Regions from separate parts of the Gasterosteus aculeatus genome. Here region 2 is linked to region 1. A link is a contact called in public Hi-C data. All regions are on one chromosome and are shown on one strand. Each heading gives the region's core, a stretch centred on a gene start, on an enhancer-like site or on the middle of the called end of the contact. The rest is flanking DNA. Distances are from core to core; before and after follow the strand shown. Region 1 holds the start of kin (Kin17 DNA and RNA binding protein). Region 2 has its middle 140 kb from the start of gata3.

What was found. Hi-C and Micro-C count contacts between places; a contact is called where the count stands out from the background.
Region 2: a Hi-C map of whole body shows a contact between it and region 1, with 12 times the contacts expected there. The contact joins the enhancer-like site here to the promoter of kin in region 1. A contact is called at or near these places in 5 of 6 Hi-C or Micro-C datasets (liver, skeletal muscle, tail fin and 1 more).

What each region holds. Positions count from the first base shown.
Region 1 is chr4:34,292,051-34,294,801 of fGasAcu3.hap1.1, forward strand. It overlaps kin (Kin17 DNA and RNA binding protein), which reads right to left and starts at 1,336. Exons shown (of 12, transcript XM_040173537.2): 1 at 1,022-1,336; 2 at 852-946; 3 at 715-758; 4 at 493-615; 5 at 25-209. The coding sequence starts at 1,135. atp5f1c (ATP synthase F1 subunit gamma) reads left to right here and starts at 1,305. Exons shown (of 9, transcript XM_040173540.2): 1 at 1,305-1,828; 2 at 2,379-2,413; 3 at 2,734-2,751. The coding sequence starts at 1,710.
Region 2 is chr4:34,484,734-34,487,484 of fGasAcu3.hap1.1, forward strand. No RefSeq gene overlaps it. Among protein-coding and RNA genes, the nearest start is that of gata3, 140 kb to the left of the region's middle. Within about 2 kb of position 1,363, at least 4 of the 9 cell types and tissues checked have open chromatin away from gene starts, as enhancers often do.

The sequences.
Region 1 (2,751 bases), core at 86-2,585:
GAGCACGTGCGAGGCCGAACTCACCTCAACCTCCTTGGCGCCGCGGCCTCGGCGGACCTGCTCCTCAATGAACTTGGCGCTCCGCTCCTCGTCGTCCAGGTCCTGCTTCTTCTTCCTCGCCTGCTCCTCCTGGCGCCGGATGGTCTCCGGGTCGCGGTCGATGTACTGGACGTACCAGCCTTTGGGCGTCTCGTCCACCTTGCAGAGACCTGGCGGCAAATTTTGATGTAAACCACGCTTTACTTAAAAGGCACCGCATTTTAAATGGATGTGACAAATCCACAAATGTAAACGCTGTATCCTCCACGTTTAACCACGTGAGCTAAAGATATGAATCAAATGCATCTGTAAGTATTGAGACAGATCGGTCTAATATTTACTCAATCCTGCAATGCCAGTAATTCCGCGTCGGTCTACTCTGCAAACATGGAAGCCGAGTTGAGTCCCTGAATGTCTCACGGTGGATCGTGGAGTTTGAAGAGGTGCGTTTACCTTCTCGGCCGAGCCACTTGGTGAAGTCGGTGAGCGTCTCCCACTTTGTGGAGTTCATGTGCACGTGCTCTCTGTGGCTGATGTATTCGTTGTAAATGATGTTGTTGTGCACTCGCTTGGTCCCTGCAAGAATACACACACATGTGTAAAAAAAACACAAAAAAACGTGATGACACAGCTGCTGTGGAACATCTGGACAAGTTGAGTGGAATCAGGACTCACCGAAACGTCTGCTGAGCAGCTCAATGAAGTCGTTTTTGAACTCACTTGAAAGAAATGAAACGTTGATGAAAACTCGCGCCTGAGGAACAAGACTTTACGTCACTTTCGCGTTATTAATGAGCCATAAGGGAACTCACTCTGAGAAGTAGTCCATGAACTTGTTAGGGTCCTCCGAGGCCAGCAGCAGCTGCCTCTGGTGGGACTCGGACATGCAGTGACATTTAAAGCCATTCTGGAGGGACAAATAAGTTAAAACACACAACCAAAGAAATGAACTCAATCGGACTGATTTCAGCCAACGTCTCACCTCATCTCGGCATTGTTTTTGACACATCTGACAATACCACCTCAGCTTCTGGAGACCTTTAGACTTAATCCGGTTGGCTATCGCCTTTGGGGAGAGAAAATCCGCTTTCCCCATTTTAACCAAAGACGACAAACAGAAAAACCCACTACTTGTTTAAATACAACGTTTAAACAGAGGGGAGAGGCTCCCGGAATGGCGGCTGGACCACGAAGAGCTACTAGCTGCTAACGTAAACAGTTTCCGCATGTCGAACGTCATAATCCCGCGCGAAAGCTTCAATCACGCGAGAACTGTGGCTGCTGTCAAGGACTCGTTGTAAACTTTGGATTTTAAAAGAGAGATGACGGTCGGATTGATTTTGAGTACTTTTATCAGTTAGAGTGAAATAAAAGAAAACGATGAAGAGAAGAAAATGTGATAACAACTAATGAGCACAAACAAAATAATTACCAGTGATATACAATACTTCAAATATAAAAATGTAGATTTTACTGTACTTATACATGTGAGTCGAACGTATTGCATGGACTGCTAAATCAAATTAAAATGACACAATCACTAGAGCACAATTTTTAATACAGAAATTTTTACATATTACATAGACATTCACTCATACACATAGCTATGAATACTTATTTTTTAGGACCGTTAATGCGTTTGCCCCACTTAACGATATATTTGGCAGCTCATGAACGCACCATCCGTCCATTTTGCCTGTTGTTTGCGCCTGCGCAGTTGTGCTTGTCTGACCTTCATAGCAGTAACCATGTTCGCCAGGACCAGCGCGTTGGTGTTCTCCCCACAATGGTAAAGTCAAACGCATTTAAATACTTTCACGGGATTCTTTACTTGTACCTCACTTGTTTGTTCCTCGTGTGATACTTGATTAGAGTGAGAGTGTACCGCGTAGTCTGTAAGTCGTGCAGTTATTGAACGCAAGGACGCGCTAACGTGCAGGCCGCGGCTAATGAATGACATCGATGTGCTGCGATCTGAATGGGCAAGTTCACAGCAGCTAACGCTAGCTTAGCTCACTAGCTTACACGGTCTGACATTGCGCGAGAACTAATTAAAGAGAATAAACGGTTAGCTAATTGATTGAAATCATTGTCGCTGCATCGGCCATCAGAAGCCTATGAGGACAGCTAACCAGGGCTAACTGTCAACGCTTACGAGCGCAGCGGTTACTAAGCTAACGGATGCTAGCACATTGGCAGCTTTACTTAGCAAGCAGTCAGGTTTCATCCAAAATATGAACGTGACACAGGCTGCGGTTGCACTTCCGCCGTGTTATTAGGGCTGTTCCGTGTTTGTGCTGCTCGCAGTGAACGCTCACTCGCGGTGTTTCTGTCCCCAGTGGGCAGGTCAGGAGCATGGCGACCCTGAAGGACAGTAAGTACACCCTGTGCATCCTCCCCTCCTCATGTGCAAAGACGACAGCACCCACGCACTCTGCAGACAGCCACAGGGAACCCACATGGACGGAACGCTAGATGCTAAATGCTGAAATACATTCCGAGATAAATATCAGATCCAACCGGGTCAGTTTAGATGAACCGTCTCATCATAGTAAATCACAGAATGTCATTTCTCTACAGTTTGCCAGTAATTAAGGATAATCAAGTTTCCAGACAGATTAATGTGCTTTGAACTGCATTCATACCATATCGGGTGTTTAATCCTGGATTGATAACATCCTTTCTTTCCTTTAGTCACCATCCGGCTGAAGT
Region 2 (2,751 bases), core at 113-2,612, 190 kb after region 1:
GGCCTCTTCAATAATAGATGAGAGTCTCAAACATACTTTTATCCCTCCATTCGTCACGTTTGTGCATTGGAGTTCAATTAAATCGGGATTCAAGGGTCTGACCGCCATGAGCTTTTGTCTTTTTGAAGGCCAACACTAAAGCCGCCATCGCAGTTTGCGTGACCCGGGAGTCGGTTTGGTTGGAGACGAGGCTTTAGGGCACATGAAATGCTCCGCGTTGGTGGCAGAGGTTACGGTGGGCGCCTTGACCCCAAAGGTCGTCATTTTATCGAACGCTAAACTGGACTCCTCAATGGACGGCCGCGGCGGCGGTTAGCGGGTCCGTCCCGACGGAGGCTCTCTGATTGATGGGCCCGAGCGCGGAGGGGCGGCGGGAGATGAAGAGAGGTCCGATAGCCGGCCGCTAGATACTCCCTGATTCACTGCGTGTCAGATGCTGATAACGGCGAGGCCGAGAAGGAAAGGCAGCGAGAGACCGAGAGAGAGGAAGTGAGTAGAGGAATGAGGGCCTAGTGAACGGAAGGGGGGAGAGGAGGGAGGAAGAGAAGCGTGGCGTATGGGATTGTGGCCGGTAGCTTATTTCATCACACTGACTAAAGGGGGGAGGGGGTGCGGGCGCCATCGCCCTCGACTTGACGCCGCCAGGCGGACAAACGTCCTCGCGGCGTGACCTTCCTCCTTCATCGGGCTCCCTTTCCTGACCGTCCATCGGTCTCTCTCGTCCAGGTGTCTCGGTGTCCCGGTCCTGCTTTTTGTTAATAACCGCGCCCGGTGCGGCGACATGACGGTTTCCTCCGTGGTCACGGTGCTGTCACTGTAATGTATGTCTTCCGATAGCACTCTGAGGGAAGGAGAAATGGAGTCCTCTCCCCTTCCTGCAGCTTCAGTGTATCAATAGCATCCCCCCCCCCTCCCCCCTCCTCCCCCGTTTTCTTCTTTCTCTCTCTCTCTTCTGTCGCAATCTATCCACTTTCCCATTTTTTTTTTTTGCTCTCAGAAGCCCTGACCTTATCTATCCATTTTATCTCCCCGCAGTTTTTTCGGCGCCATTTCTCCTCTTCTTCGCCTGTCGCTCATCCTGCTGTCACCAGGTTTTCTGTCGCCATGGGAGGAGGAGGGGGAGGGGGAGGGAGGGGGAGGGAGGTGGTTCTGGAAGGAAGCGAAACCCAAGTCAGGCGGTCACCGGTGACACCCGTGTGCACGGCGCGGTCTCGGGTCCTTTGGTTTTTGAAGCAGAGGAGCGTTTTCTTTTCGAGGGCGCGGCCCTTCCATCCCGCCGAGGTCTGGAGGGCGCGGGGGCGGCATTCCACGCAGGGCGCTCATACCTGAGCGCGTCGCGTGCTCATCGCCCACAGGCGCCACCGGGCCGTGGGTTTTTTTTCCCTCCGAACTTCCTCATACCCCACGTGATCGCGTGCGCAGGTCAGAACCGGTTATGAGGCCCCGGCTGGTTTTAAGAAATACGTTTCTGTATTTTGTCTCATGTCTTTAATTACCCTGATGTCTACATGTACAGTTCTTGGTTCAAACACTAGATGCTGCTGCCATTTTGATCTGATCACTGATTATAAATAAAAACATCTACCACAAAGAGACAGATAGCATTTGAAATATCAAGTCAAGGGACAAGAAAGTTTGTGTGATTTAAGATATGATCAAACTTTGTACAGTGGCCTCCACACTCATCTAGAAGCACATATTTCGTACTATTGTTTCTTATATTTTCACATCCCTCCTCGCTTAAACCCGTTTTCATTCCAATTTAAGATACTTTTATTTCTGGATTCATGCTGAACACAAGAGACGAACGTTCGATTTAAAACCAGAAAGACTAAAAATGCCGGATTATTTGATGAAGCCATAAAGGACTGAGCCACCATTCATTTCACCACCAACACTTCAGTGTCTCTGAGTTTTTAGATAGAAGATGAAAGAAGTGAGATAAAAAAACGCTTCCATAAGCAGAACTGTTAAACCGCCAAAGAGACAAACAATGAATAAAACATGTAGAACTCAAACCTTTTATGGCGTATTATACACTATGTCACATTGACCCTGATCGCAGCAGTAAATACAGAAATGTATCACTACGGAACACTTCATACTGACATCGATGGTTAAAGCTGAAGCCTTCGGGTCTCTGCAGAAGGAACATTAGTCCAAAGGACAAATTGCAAATGGAGATATTTCCCAGGTTGGTTCGCCTAAAGAGGATTCCATTCTGGAGATAATTGAACGAGTAAAACTCACAGATGTGGAGAAAATGTGCACAAGATTTTCTCTTTATTTGAGCCTGTTATCAGCAGGGGGAAGAAAGCAGCTCCGTACTGGAGATTCTGTTGAAATCACATCTAATGACCAACCAGCCCAGATTATCATTTAATGTTTATCATTCAAGAGCCATTGTGCGGGGGCTTAACGCCTGCATCGACTTAAATATGATACCAAATTTTGCCTTCTTAAAGATTCTTCTTTGGTGATCATTATGTGGATTGAGTTTCACACGGGGGGATTTCAGGATGTGCATTCAACTCCGGCTTTAAACCTCTTAATATCCTCACCACTTAAAGTGTCCACTGGTGAATAGATCGGTTTTGCCAATATACTGGGATTGTGTTTGTATGCTGGATGGGATTTTTATGAATATGATCCAGCCGCTTTTAACTTTATTGTATTATTGATCGGTTCTATGCTGGCTGTCAATGGGAGACCTTTAACTCTACATTTCGGGTAAAACTAACATGTTTTTGT